Linked DNA regions of Mus musculus: regions 2, 3, 4 and 5 are each linked to region 1. The links are chromatin contacts, called in public promoter capture Hi-C maps. All regions are on one chromosome and are shown on one strand. Each heading gives the region's core, a stretch centred on a gene start, on an enhancer-like site or on the middle of the called end of the contact. The rest is flanking DNA. Distances are from core to core; before and after follow the strand shown. Region 1 holds the start of Prim1 (DNA primase, p49 subunit). Region 2 holds the start of B4galnt1 (beta-1,4-N-acetyl-galactosaminyl transferase 1). Region 3 holds the start of Inhbe (inhibin beta-E). Region 4 overlaps R3hdm2 (R3H domain containing 2). Region 5 has its middle 9.6 kb from the start of Esyt1.

The links. Promoter capture Hi-C pulls out the DNA fragments that hold promoters and counts their contacts.
Region 2: a promoter capture Hi-C map of liver shows a contact between it and region 1, with 2.8 times the contacts expected there. The contact joins the promoter of B4galnt1 here to the promoter of Prim1 in region 1. A contact is called at or near these places in 2 of 39 promoter capture datasets (liver and pre-B cells), 1 of 115 datasets of contacts at active chromatin or transcription factors (microglia) and 1 of 9 other capture datasets (liver).
Region 3: a contact with region 1 is called in a promoter capture Hi-C map of liver, with 5 times the contacts expected there. The contact joins the promoter of Inhbe here to the promoter of Prim1 in region 1. A contact is called at or near these places in 6 of 39 promoter capture datasets (the C10 cell line, cranial neural crest, frontonasal cranial neural crest and 2 more), 1 of 484 Hi-C or Micro-C datasets (the N1E-115 cell line) and 3 of 9 other capture datasets (adipose tissue, liver and pancreatic islet).
Region 4: a promoter capture Hi-C map of liver shows a contact between it and region 1, with 3 times the contacts expected there. The contact joins the enhancer-like site here to the promoter of Prim1 in region 1. A contact is called at or near these places in 4 of 39 promoter capture datasets (the C10 cell line, liver and pre-B cells) and 3 of 9 other capture datasets (adipose tissue, liver and macrophages).
Region 5: a contact with region 1 is called in a promoter capture Hi-C map of pre-B cells, with 2.5 times the contacts expected there. The contact joins the enhancer-like site here to the promoter of Prim1 in region 1. A contact is called at or near these places in 2 of 39 promoter capture datasets (pre-B cells and stem cell-derived epiblast-like cells).

The regions. Positions count from the first base shown.
Region 1 is chr10:128,013,776-128,016,530 of GRCm38.p6, reverse strand. It overlaps Prim1 (DNA primase, p49 subunit), which reads right to left and starts at 1,316. Exons shown (of 13, transcript NM_008921.2): 1 at 1,180-1,316; 2 at 410-567. The coding sequence starts at 1,282.
Region 2 is chr10:127,163,753-127,166,507 of GRCm38.p6, reverse strand. It overlaps B4galnt1 (beta-1,4-N-acetyl-galactosaminyl transferase 1), which reads right to left and starts at 1,352. Exons shown (of 11, transcript NM_008080.5): 1 at 989-1,352; 2 at 286-504. The coding sequence starts at 503.
Region 3 is chr10:127,350,410-127,353,164 of GRCm38.p6, reverse strand. Inhbe (inhibin beta-E) reads left to right here and starts at 1,317. Exons shown (of 2, transcript NM_008382.3): 1 at 1,317-1,917; 2 at 2,154-2,755. The coding sequence starts at 1,620.
Region 4 is chr10:127,425,453-127,428,207 of GRCm38.p6, reverse strand. All of the region lies in intron 2 of R3hdm2 (R3H domain containing 2), which reads right to left. Among named protein-coding and RNA genes, the nearest start is that of Gm23819, 22 kb to the right of the region's middle. Within about 2 kb of position 1,372, at least 84 of the 459 cell types and tissues checked have an H3K27ac peak or open chromatin away from gene starts, as enhancers often do. A contact at or near this core is called in adipose tissue and liver, where this site is marked.
Region 5 is chr10:128,534,051-128,536,805 of GRCm38.p6, reverse strand. No RefSeq gene overlaps it. Among named protein-coding and RNA genes, the nearest start is that of Esyt1, 9.6 kb to the right of the region's middle. Within about 2 kb of position 1,330, at least 173 of the 459 cell types and tissues checked have an H3K27ac peak or open chromatin away from gene starts, as enhancers often do. A contact at or near this core is called in pre-B cells, where this site is marked.

The DNA of each region.
Region 1 (2,755 bases), core at 67-2,566:
ATAAATCTTAAAAAAAAAAAAAGACATGGTCTCATGTATTTCAAACTGGCCTCTCCCTCCTTTATGCTGGGATTAGAGACAATGCCCATTACACCTGGTTTATGTGTTCTTAGGAATGGAATCCAACCGTTCATGCATGCCAGGCAAGCACTCTTATCAATTGAGCTACACTCCAGCCCAATGCTCACCTTTTCTTCTAAACCTAGGAAGAAGGCAAGGTATTTTCAGCCAAGTGATTTTCAGTCTATAGAGTGTTAAAATTAATTTGAAAAAAAGGTGCGTTTCATCAACAATAATACACTCTAAAACATTACCTTCAAAACTTGGGGGCAAGAACTCACTCTGGCTTATAAAATAAACACACAAAAAAGATACAAACAAAATACAAAAGAAAAAAAAGATTCCTTACTCTGTGAGAATATACTGCGCCTATATCAATCTTATATGGATTCATTTTCTGCATCTCCTTCTCCAGTTCACTCTGGTTGTTGAAGGACTGGTAGCGAATGTAAATATCATCTTTCAGTGTGAATGAAAATTCACGGTGTTGAAAGTAATTCTTTGTCACTGCAAAATAATTTTAACTCCAGTTTAGGGCATAATGTAACCTTAACTAAAACCTTAACTAATGGGAAGACATATGTTCGTTTTTTTTTTGTTTTTTTTTTTTTTTTGGTTTTTCGAGACAGGGTTTCTCTGTGTTGCCCTGGCTGTCCTGGAACTCACTCTGTAGACCAGGCTGACCTCGAATTCAGAAATCCGCCTGCCTCTGCGTGTGCCACCACGCCCAGCCTGACATAAGTTTTTAAACGACAGGGTTTTATTGTGTAGAATAGGTTGCTCTAGAGCTTACTATGTAGCCCTGGCTCGCCTTGAACTCATGAAAATCCACATGCCCCAATCTCCAGAATGTAAGGATTATAGGTATGAGCTACTAGGCTCTCTGGAATATTTTTAACGAGTGCTCTGTGCCCAGCTCTGTTCTAGATAGCCTGTAATCTGAAGGGGCATACAATTTCACATTTGCTAGGGAGCAATAAACAGGAGCTGTAAATATTCCAAGGACGCTGCCTGTCATTGGTGAAGAAGGTGCCTCTCTTCTTCCTAGGACATCCCGCCCAAAGTATTCTCACACACGGCTCCCAGCCCCGCTACCCATCCCGTCCCAGCCTCCATCACCTCCGCCATAGTTGAGCCAGCGATAGTACTGGGCGTAGGGAAAGAGCCTTCGGTAATAAAGCTTGAGTAGCTCCGGCAGCTCCGCAGGATCAAATGGCTCCATGAAGTAAAGAACTAGACCCGGACAGGACTGACACGAGAATTGGCGGGAACAAGACAGGCCTCCATCCCTGCGCGCGCATGGACCTGCGCCGCCGGAGGGACTGCTGGGAATTGTAGTTCTTGCAGATCTCGCAGGTGTAGACGACTCCTACTGCTCCTTTTAGAGTCCATCTGCATCTTCCGGGCTCTGAAAACCTATCCATTTAACAACAGGATTGTCCCCGAAAAGGAGAGACCTTTAGCATATTGATTTTGATTAGTAATAACAAGATTCTTTTTTTCCCCCCGAGACAGGGTTTCTCTGTATAGTCCTGGAATTCACTTTGTAGACCAGGCTGGCTTTGAACTCAGAAATCTGCCTGCCTCTGCCTCCCAAGTGCAATTAAAGGCGTGTGCCACCACCGCCCGGCCAATAGTAAGATTTTAACAAGTCCTTTGCAAAAGATGAATATTTTAGAGATATTACCAATATCTCATAAAGAGATTTTGAAAAATTGTCATAGAGTTACTATATTCAGTATTCGAAATGAAGACCGCATGAGAAAAATCAACGGCTGTTTGGTCTGAGTTTTCCATGGCAAGTGAGCCAACCACCATTTTACACCTTTGGTACATAAGTACAGATGCAAAGGCTCACAGGAATGTGGGAATTTCAGAGAAAATAAATAATAAAAAGGGACGGGGTTGGGGGTGCTCAGGGAAAAGAGCCGTCGCCTAGTGGTTCTGATTGGAGTCTGTTCGTAATCTAACTGGAAGTGGGGAGACATGTTTTACTTTCTCTTGTTGGAACAAAATTGGAAGAAAATTAGTGAAGTTGTTGACTAGTAGTGAATTGATGTTTTGGACCAGTTGTTTCCGGGGTTGTTATCTGAACCAGACCATCACTGGGGAGAACAGTTTGATTTTCTGCAAAACTGTCAGACAGAGGTTTATTTCTTGCACCATTTGGTAAAATTACACTTAAGAACTTAGTTTTTAGCTGGGCAGTGGCTATGCAGGACTTTAAATTCCAGCGCTCCAGAGGCAGAGGCAGGTGTATCTATGCTTTTGAGGCCTGTTCTATAGAGTGAGTTCTGTGACCCCGCCTCAAGAAACAAAACAAAACAATAAAAAACAAGACATAACTTATTTTCTTTTGAACAATGGTTGCAAGAATAGGTCAGAGTTCTTTTGTCGTGTTTGTTTAATTTTGCATTGACATTTTTGCATTTTACTCTTTTAAATATGCATTTTTAAAAGGCAGAGTCTTCCCCAGACACTATTGGTGATGCCAAGAAGTGCTTGCTGACAGGAGCCTGATACAGCTGTCTCCTGAGAGGTTCTGCCAGAGCCTAACAAATACAGAGGCAGATACTTGAAGCCAACCATCGGACTAAAGCATGAGGACCCCAATGGGGGAGTTAGGGGAAGGACTGAGGGAGCTAAAGGGGTTTGCAAGTTCATAGGAAGAACAATAGCAACCAACCAGACCTCC
Region 2 (2,755 bases), core at 103-2,602, 850 kb after region 1:
TCAAGTCTAAATCAAGACAGCAGGCAGTCTCCGGGTGCTCTTTTGCCTGTACATCCTCCCACACTCCAGTGGCGGCGACAAGGTTGAGGAGGATAGATTTGCCGCGCCCCTGTCTCCCCCCCAGTTCAAGCTTCGGTAGCCCTCTCCACCTCCCTGATAACTGCACCCAACCAGTCAGCAGTAAGCAGCGTCCGAGTCTAGCACTGGAGGAAACAAAAGCTCCCCGGCCACCCCCTCCAGCATGTTCTGCGCTGTCGCCGCCGCCACGCCGCGGTCCGCACTCACCCCACCACTTGCTCCTTGATCCTGACCGGGATGTGTGCGTAGCGAGGCTCAGGGGCAAGGTCTAGCAGATCGAGTCTCGGGGGACCTTGTGGGGGCGACCACAATGCCAGAGGGTTCGGGAGACTTGGCGCGTTTCGGGTGCTGGAGTACAGGAGACCCAGCGAGGCGCAGGCGAGCAGCAAGACTAGCGCATAGAGGGCCCGGCGGTCTAGCCGCATCCTGATATGGGGGAGGGTGAGAGGTGACCAGGCTCTCAGAGAACGTGAGGGCCGGGACTCTGGACCCCGCCGCCTCCGAGGCTCGCGCAGGTACCCAAGGCCAGCCATCTCCGCTCCGCACGGCGCGCACCCCTTCCCTCATGCTCACGCCAAAGGTCTCCCGGCCTCCTTTCTTCCGCCTCTCTCTCGCCTCTGGGCTTCCGCATACACCCAAGGCTTGCCGTGGTGACATGCAGTATCTTGGGTGCGCAGCCCTCGGGGACCCCACCCCCACCCCACGGGCAGCAGCCGGGCCAGGGTGCTGCGGAGGGGCGGCTGTACTGCACCTGGCGGGTCAGGGAAGGCACGGTGTCGCGCCCGCGCTCGCGGGTGCCCGGCCTCGGTGACCCTCGGGTGGCCTCGTTGAGCCACGGGCACGATGCGCGAGGCCAGGAGGACGCCGCTCCTGCCCACACCTCGGCCGCCGGGCGTGCCAGCGCACTGACCTGTCTAACGTTCTAAGGCCGCGGCAGGATCGCGGTCCGGGCAGTGCCCGGTTCTCCGCCCCGGCCGGGGGGTCCTCATGAGGCCGGCGACGGCCTGATGCGGGAGCTGGGCGGGAGGGAGCCCGACAGTGTCGGGGATCCGACTCCTCCCGCCTGCGGACTCCGGGGCTTTGTAGACCGCAGCGCGGGGGTGGTTCTGAACGTTTCCTGCCGGGGTGAACTGGATCGTAAATCCGCCGCGCCCCAGCCCCAGCGACAAAGCGGGGAAGCCCTGGCACCGCGTCGCGCTCCCAGGCAGCCGAGGGCTCAGGCCTCCGCCCGGCTCTCACACCGCAGCGCAGCGCCGCTCCCGGGCTGGCTGCGGCACAGGCTCGGGCTCTGAGCGGGGATGGCGAGCTCCGCGGCGCCGTCTGGCGGACGCGGAGAAGATTGCTTAGGCGATGAGCCCTCCCGGGAAGGTCCCCCCTTTTCACATCCCTTCGTCCCCAAACCGCGGTGTCTAAGATGCCAGTTCCCGGTCCCCGCCATTTCCCCACTCGTTCACAGTGTAGCCCCAGGAAGGGCGATTGGGTTCAGTATGCGGTCTAACCTCATTTCAAGGAACACTTGGATGGGGAAGATGAAATAAATAAAACCAGCCAGCCCTGGAGGTGAACACTGCCTCACGAGCAACAAAGACAGCGGCCTCTCTCTGACCTCTTGGCTCCGAATTCCAGCCATCAACCGAGGCAAGCCGTTACTCAATGGCCGGCCTACTTCCCCTAACTGCTTCTTGGTACAGACTTGAAGAGGAACCGCAGAAAGTGGCCAGATGGACAGTGAAGTAGGCCATAGGTGGCTTGATTCCCGACACTGACCAGAAACAAAGTCCTGTGGTTCTCAGAAGGATCAAAATTGAATAGAAAAATAGGTAAAACATAATGAAAAATGTGTCTGGGGGTTGGGGCTGTAGATAAGCAATATTGAATGAACTGTGTGTGTGTGTTGGGGAGAAGAGGGAAAACCCACCCTTAAACCAGAAGTTTCAGATCAAATGCTAAAAGTAGAATTACAAAACCTTTAAAATAAATCAAGGGCTTTTTTTCCTTTACAGTCGGAAGAGATCCCCTAAGCAAGAGGCGAAGGGAAATATTAGTAAACCTGTCTATATAAAACACTTACTGGAGAGATGGCTCAGCAGTTAAGAGCACTGGCTGGTCTTCCAAAGGACCTGGGTTCAATTCCCAGCACCCACATGGCAGCTTACAACAATAATTCCAGTTCCCGGGCGTCTGGATACCCCTTCACAGACCCACATGTAGATAGAATATTATTGTAAATAGGAATAAATTTATTTACAAAACACTTGATAGACATCGGGTGTAGAATGCAAAGTTAGGTTTTTATTACTGTGCCCAAGAACTCCGTGAATCAAAATGATCTTTGTAACCGGTCAACTCCCTGCCCGAGGACAGATACGCCACGATTCTCTGGAAGCTGTTACCCGTATCAGATAGCAAGCCACATGCGTTCACTTTTCTAGGGGATCACAGGGAGTTGAGAGGTAGGTAGGAGGAAGTATGTCAGGATGTATGCTTGCTTCCATCTGACCAAGGCATAGCCTGTGAGTTAGCCCTTTATAATCACCTGGCCATTGTAGCTGGTGGCCATTTTCTAGGAACCCTGGAGTGGACTGGCCAGAGTCCATCATCCTGGCTAGTATTAAAGCTTGCTTCAAATTTTGTTCAAAAATTGTGGCAGTCATCTTATTCTTGACTGGTAGAATCA
Region 3 (2,755 bases), core at 68-2,567, 660 kb after region 1:
CCTGCATTAGAGTCTCCAGAGCCCAGGTAGAAATGCAATCCCAGCGTTGCAGACACTGGGACTCACTGGCCAGCCAGTGTAGTCTAATTAGTGAGTTCCAGACCAGCAAGGATGTCCTGTCTCAAAGGAGGTAGGTGGATGACGTCCCTAGGGATGGCACACAGGGCTGTGCTCCAGCTTACACATGCACACACACGAGCACACACACGTGCACACAAGCACACACATGCACACACACGAGCACGCGCGTACACACACACACACATGCGCACACATTAAAAAACAAAGTCGGGGGCTGGAGAGATGGCTCAGTGGCTAAGAGCACTGGCTGCTCTTTCAGGGGACTTGAGTTCAATTCCCAGCAACCACGTTGTGGCTCACAACCATCTGTAATGGCATCCAATGCCCTCTTCTGGTGTATCTGATTGAAGACAGTGACAGTGTACTCACATATATAAAATAAATAAATCTTTCAAACAAACAAGCAAAAATAAAACAAAGCCTGGATGACCAAGACCTGAGGCGGCTTTTCCGGCTTTGTCCCCTAGGTCCCTTAAATTTCCATTTTCCAACTACATTACCAGAAGCCTGGCACCACTCCTGGGCTGCCTCAGATTTGGCCAACTCCTACAGTACCCTAAAGGCAGTAGTTACCAGGCACAGGTGCTTCAAAGGCGCTCGCCCTTCTGCCAGCTCTGCCGGACTCTGCTCTGCTGTAAGATTGCATCACCACGAGCCCACCTGGCCGGGTTTCCCCAGACATCACAGAAGATGTCCTCATCCCTGCTCTGGCCCTCCCCCAGGTGGACTCTGGGCAGCCAGCACAGGCAGGGTCAAAAGGTAATTTCTATGTCCCGTGGCACTGCCACCTAGGCCTGATCAAGAGGACTCCATTTTTTTTTTAAACCACCCTTTCTAAAACCTAACTCGGCTTGAACGCTAGAATTATTGTTCTGACATGGAAACCCCGAGAACTAACCCACTGAAACAGCCTCATAAAACGGTTTCCGTTTTCAAGCTCGGAAGTCAGTCAGGGCATACTGAGGAGCCACCGCCCATCCCCACCTGGCTCCTATGGACTCCCTCACCTGAATCCCAGACCTTGGGAACTGACCGTGTGAAATCATCCTCTTTCTTGCATCATGCATGTCCACGTTGCACCTCCATACCCCTACCTCAAGCCACCACACCCAGATGGTGAAACTCGAGTCCCGGGGGAGCCCTCCACCCCCTGCAGGGGCCTGATGGGCAGCGCAGCTGGCCAATCCTAAGGTTCAGAGGGTAGGTCTGCTGGTTGACCGCTAGGTGAGGGATCCCAAGCAACTGGCTCTAAAGAGGCCCTGCCAGTAGTTAGTCATGAACTGTGAGGGTCACACATAGCTACCCCACCAGGCGATCTACTCTCAGTCTTCCTGAGTCCTAGGCTATTGAGGACAAGTAGCTTGGTCTGCTCTTTGTCAAGGGTAGCTGTGACACTGGTTTGCTGTTGCTGCTGCTGCTGCTGCTGCTGCTGCTGCTGCTGCTGCTGCTGCTGCTGCTTCTGTATCCTCTTTGGGAAATCAGACTCATAAAACTGCCACCCATTCGAGGTTCTCAAAGCAGAGCCATCTACCTGGAGCATGAAGCTTCCAAAAGCCCAGCTCTGGCTAATACTGCTGTGGGCATTGGTGTGGGTGCAGAGTACAAGATCTGCGTGCCCGTCCTGTGGGGGCCCAACACTGGCACCCCAAGGAGAACGCGCTCTGGTCCTGGAGCTAGCCAAGCAGCAAATCCTGGAGGGACTGCACCTAACCAGCCGTCCCAGAATAACTCGGCCTCTGCCCCAGGCAGCACTGACCAGAGCCCTCCGGAGACTGCAGCCCAAGAGCATGGTCCCTGGCAACCGAGAGAAAGTCATCAGCTTTGCTACCATCATAGGTGGGTGAGGGGAGAGAGACCGGGGACAGGAGACACAAGGAGAGGCCTGCAGGGGAGGCAGGAGGCGTGGGGTGTGGCAAGAGAAAGAGCTGGGGACACAGGCCGTCCAGGCCCTTTGCAGAGGTCTGTATGAGAGATGAGGGATGGTTGGGTAGGGTGGCCGAGTGTCAGAGAGAAGCTTTGTTCATGTTTTAATTTGCTTTTTTGTTTGTTTGTTTTTGTTTTTGTCTGAGCAGACAAATCCACTTCAACCTACCGCTCCATGCTCACCTTCCAGCTGTCCCCTCTTTGGTCCCACCACCTGTACCATGCCCGCCTCTGGCTGCATGTGCCTCCCTCTTTTCCGGGCACTCTGTACCTGAGGATCTTCCGTTGCGGCACCACTAGGTGCCGAGGATTCCGCACCTTCCTAGCTGAGCACCAAACCACTTCCTCTGGCTGGCACGCCCTGACTCTGCCCTCTAGCGGCTTGCGGAGTGAGGACTCTGGCGTCGTGAAACTCCAACTGGAATTTAGACCCCTGGACCTTAACAGCACCGCTGCGGGACTGCCACGGCTGCTCTTGGACACAGCGGGACAGCAACGTCCCTTCTTGGAACTTAAGATCCGAGCTAATGAACCTGGAGCAGGTCGGGCCAGGAGGAGGACTCCCACCTGTGAGCCTGAGACCCCCTTATGTTGTAGGCGAGACCACTATGTAGACTTCCAGGAGCTGGGGTGGCGGGATTGGATCCTGCAGCCGGAGGGATACCAGCTGAATTACTGCAGTGGGCAGTGCCCGCCCCACCTGGCTGGCAGTCCTGGCATTGCTGCCTCCTTCCATTCTGCCGTCTTTAGC
Region 4 (2,755 bases), core at 123-2,622, 590 kb after region 1:
ATCTCTTTTGCCCACTGAGTTATGAACTTGCCCACTTCCTGCTTTTCTGCAGTTCATTTCCCTTTTTAAAAAAATTAACTCTTCTTTCTCCATATATACTAGAGAAGGTACAGGGAAGATTAAAATCTCCAAGCAGAGAGAGTTTGTTATGAGTGTTACACACATTGCTGGCTCTTGTCAATGCACTATGATAGGTTAGTAAGCAATACAAAAAAAGAAAAACTTCAAAAGATACAAAAGAATAAGACTCTAAGTTATAATAGTGGGCTGGTGAGATGGCTCAGCCATTAAAGGCTAGGCTCTCCTTCTAAAATATGTTACAGCATAAAACTAAAAGAAGATAAAGGGTAACAGGATGTTGGATTGCTTAGTATTTTTTGCTCGATATTTGGCCCATTTAAAATTCTGGATTTGGGGAGGGAAGGTCAAGGCACCTCAATGGCACAGTACATACTTAGTGAACACAAAGCCTTCACGTCAATGCTAGGCACTACCACCCAGCCTGCAAATCAGTTTATTTTAAGAAATGTGGCAGTATTAAGAAATGTGGCAGTATTTTAAGGACTCACCATACACAGGATGCCATATCTATGAGTGAGTACACTCACAGATATCCAGAGGAAGAGGAGTACCATGAGCACAGCACCCAACCGGAAGAGTAAGGAAGGAATGGCTTTCCAGAGGTGGACACCAGAGGCAAATGTCCAAATGACAGAGACAGGAGTAAGGTAGGTTCTTTCAGACAGATAAGGATAAGAAGAAGCGTTACAAACTGGCAGGTTGTCTGTCTTCTTGATGAGTACTGTGTAGGCAGAAGCTCTAGGCTGACCTCAGGAGAAATACCTGCCAACCAGCAGCACCAGTTCCCCAGACAGCACTGCAGTGGGTGCAGCAGCTGGCCCCAAACTGCACATCTTGCCAAATTTAGCTCCAAAGTTCTAAGTTTAGCTCAGAAGTCCTTCTGCATATAAATATTAGATTGGGCCTTGAGAGCAGAGTCTGTAGAATAAAGTTCATACTCCATGGATTTCCCTAAGAAGCTGTGAATGGTGCTGTGGTCTGAGACAGGGTCTCACTTATGTAGGCCTGCATGAACTCATACAGGTCCTTCTGCTTCAGCCTCAGGGCTGGAATTTAAATGTGTGCCAACACGCTAGGCAGGAGCTGTAGATTTTAAATGGCTGTGACATATTAACATAACAAGACCACGGGCCTTTAAGCTGATCAGCAACTCCTCACTTCCTGGTTCTTCCCCCTCCTAGTAACTTCTTCTGTGGATGGCAGGCTCTTCCTGAGCTATCTCAGTCCTCCACAGCCATCCAATTCAGCAAAGCTGAAGGCTCTCAGCACAACCCTTTGTTTACATAAGCCAATCAGGACCAAGTATTGGGCATAAAAAGGGCCCAGGCAGGAGGCCAGACTTCCTCTCCACCTCAGTAAAGCTCTGGCTCCTCTGCTGTCCTGGCTCATTATTCTTCACTGTTTTTAAGACAAGATCCTGGGGCCACTCAGAGTGATTCAGTGGCTGCTGCATTTCTATGGCCATATTTTCTCTAGAATTAAGCCCACCTGAGCAAGGAGATAGCTCTATCACAGTCAAAGACCCCCACAACATGGAGAGCTAAGGCAGAACATGTAAATCAGAACAATGGTAGGGAGCCCATGCCTAGAACTCCAGCACTCTGGAGGCTAAGGCAGGAGGAGGCCACGAGTCAGAGTCTGAAAATAAAGCAATCAAACTACAACAAAAGCCCAAACAGGCATGGTTGTGCACACTGGATGAAAAAGAGATAGAGGAGAGGGAGAGGGAGAGGGAGAGGGAGAGGGAGAGGGAGAGGGAGAGGGAGAGGGAGAGGGAGAGGGAGAGGGAGAGGGAGAGGGAGAGGGAGAGGGAGAGGGAGAGGGAGAGGGAGAGGGAGAGGGAGAGGGAGAGGGAGAGGGAGAGGGAGAGGAGAGGGAGAGGGGGGAGAGGGGGGAGAGGGGGGAGAGGGAGAGGGAGAGGGAGAGGAGGGGATGGGAGGGCTGCTGCTCCTAAGTATGGTGGAGGAGAAAGTTTATTATCAATATAAGGGAGACCTAACCAGAGGGACAAACATCTAAGAGAGTTCAGAGTGGTCACTACCCTGAACCATATGGGGAGAGGAGGAGAGGAAGGGAAGAGAGAGGGAGGGATCAGGTACAGCAGCCAGGAGGCCAAAGGTCAAAGGAAGGGCAGCCCAGCCCCTGGACTGGAGAGTTCAGAGTAGAGGACAGGGTGTGCCAACCATGCTCTTTAACAGTAGGACAGCGGAATGCTGGGAGAACATGGAGGCCTGGTCCACTCTGATAAGTTAATTAGGCATTCCCTACTAACAGACACCTGGCCTTAGCCCTTAGGTGGCTGGAGTCGGAGGACTTAGAATTTAAGGTTGGGGTGGCTACACAGTAAATCTGAGGCTTATGTAGTGAGTTTCTCTACAAAACCAGAAATAACAAACCCAAACCAACCAAAAGATAAATGATGGTCAAAAAGGAGAAAAGATAATCTTTCAGAGTGCATGTTCATAGACTGGCCTTTGAGATTACTTCTGGAATGCTGGGATTAAAGGTGTGTGCCTCAGAACCTGGCAATGATGCTTAAGACGCATGTCTGAAATGCTCACTCTATACTTATAATTTACTTTAGAAACGCATTCTTTACATGGCTTGAAAATCTGTTTCCTCAAAGCTTGCACGTGAAGGCTGAGATGTAGCTCACATAACATGCAGAAAGCTC
Region 5 (2,755 bases), core at 81-2,580, 520 kb before region 1:
AAGAGCAGTCAGTGCGCTTAACCGCTGAACCATCTCTCCAGGCCATGGCAGACTTGATTCTTGACTGTAATAAACCTATATAGAGTCATCCAGGGCAGCAGCACTATCCGACTGACAGTAGCTTTTAAAAATGAGCACAGAAGAACGCTTCATCAAACCTTTGAAAAGGAGTACAGAAGAAAGGTTCATCAAATCCTGTTTCCTCTTCCGTCTTCCAGAGTGTGCTGAGATCAAATACCACCTCCAACCCCGTGCTTCCCGCCGAAGTTTATACACACAACCAGGAAGTGTAGGTACTCAGTTCAAGCCTTGGTCATGAGACGCGGCCTATTACAGTTTATCACCACCAGGTGGCGCTTAAGGCACAAAATTGACAACAGATGGGGCCCCACCCTGTTTGTGCGGTTAAGGCACAGCACCCCGTGGCTCCTGAATCCGATCTGTGACAAAACCGGCCTGAAAAATGTTCTGTGCACCATATAATAATGTCTATGTGAAGGTCTCATGATGTGGTGGGTCGAGGAAGAAAAAGTTAGAAATGCATGTACCTCCGGAGCTCAGCTGGTCTATTCAACAAGAGCCTTTTCTTTTACTGAGGTGTGGTACAAGTTTTGGTGTGTGGGGAGTCCTTCAACTAAGGAAGTTCCTCACATTGCAGTGATGGTAGTCCCAGCAAGCAGATCACCCATCCTCTTCTGTTTCTACTTGCTCACATGTGTGAATGTGGAGAGCCTGGGTAAAAGAGAGAATTGTGCTCAGGAAGTCTAGATCCTGCCAGGCCTGGGGCAGCAGAGAAAGGGAAGTAAAACTTAATATTACTCTTTGATGCAGAATAGATTTTGAGTCTTGTGTTTTTCTGCTTAGCAGGGGAAGTAGGGTTGGTTAGAAGAGAGAGATTAGGTTTGTAGCTGTGCGTCTTAGTTACTGTCCTATTGCTGTGAAGAGACATAATGACCAAGGTAGTTCCTATAAAAGAAAGCATTTAACGGGAAGCTTGCTTACAGTTTTAGAAAGTTTAGCCTGGGCTGGAGAGATGGCTCAGCTGTTAAGAGCACTGACCGCTCTTCCAAAGGTCCTGAGTTCAAATCCCAGCAACCACATGGTGGCTCACAACCATCTGTAATGGGATCTAATGCCCTCTTCTGGTGTGTCTGAAGACAGCTACAGTGTACTAACATATAGACATATATGTAATAAATAAATAAAATCTTTTTAAAAAAAGTTTAGCCCGTCATATCATGGAGGGTTGGCAGCCCTTGAGGCTGGTGCTGGATAAATAGCTAAGAGCTACATCCTTCTGTGTAGGCTTGGCATGGACTTTAGCACTTTCCAAGTGCATCTTCAGTGGCACACTTCCTCTAACAAGGCCACACTTCTTAATCCTTTTCAAGCAGTGCCACTCCCTGGTGACTAAGCATTCAAATCCATGAGCTTATAGGGCCATTCTCATTCAAACAGCACAAGCTGGTGATTTTTATCTGGCTTGGAGCTGTGTTTCCTCAAAATTGCTTTAACCCCCACCCCCACCCCCTGCAGTCCACCGTCTCTCTCCCTCAGCTCAGCCAGGACTTTGGCCCTGGGTCTATTAGGTCTTGGAGGACCAGGAGATGATGGATAACTCTGGAAAGGTCAGGCAGCTCACAGACACTTGTCATCAGGTAACCCAAACTGACCTTGAGTTTCTAATCCTCCCACCCCTACCTCTTGAGTACTGACTGAGATTACAGGTGTATGCCACCACCGCACCTGGTTTTATGTGGTGCTGGGGATGGGACCCACGGCTTTGGGTACGCAGGGGTCTTAGTTTGGGTTTCTATTAATGTGACAAAGTACCATGACCCAAAAGCAAGTTGGGGAAAGGGTTTATTTGGGTTACGTTTCTACACTGTAGTCTATCACTGAAGGAAGTCAGGGCAGGAACTCAAACAGGGCAGGAACCTGGAGGTTGGAGCTGATGCAGAGGCCATGGAGGGATGCTGCTTACTGGTTTGCTCAGCCTGCTTTCTTATTGAATTCAGGACCACAATCCCGAGGATAGCTCTACTCACAATGGGCTAGACCCTCCCCCACTGATCACTAAGTAAGAAAATGTCCTGCAACTGGGTCTTATAGTGGCATTTTCTCAATTGAGGCTCCATCCTCTGATGACTCTAATTTGGGGCAGGTTTGACATAAAACAAGTCAGTTCACCAGGCAAGCACTCCACTCACTCTTCCCTGTCAGTTTGATCAGAGAAGTCATGGACCCATCAGAGTTGGGGCTCCAACCAGCATATGTTCTGCAGAGAGGAGGATCACCACAGAGGGAATGTCCTACTGTCTTCAAGGGAAGCCATGTGGTCAGTGAAAGGACAGGAACCAGAAACACCCAAGACCAAGTTCTCAACACAAAGGAGATTTATTTTTTATTTTGTAAAATATGTTATCTTTTTTTTATTAGATATTTTCTTTACTTACATTTCAAATGCTATCCTGAAAGTTCCCTGTACCCTCACCCTGCCCTGCTCCCCTACCTACCCACCCCCACTTCTTGGCCCTGGCATTCCCCTGTACTGGGGCATATAAAGTTTGCAAGACCAAGGGGCCGCTCTTCTCAATGATGGCCGACTAGACCATCTACAAAGGAGATTTATTTGCCCCAGAGGGACAAAGGACAAAGGACTGTCTCTGGATGGAGAGGAGACAGACATGGCCCGTAGGCAAATGGCAGTTCAGAAAGGGAAAGGGAGAAAGAACCTCATGTTGGGTGAGTTGGT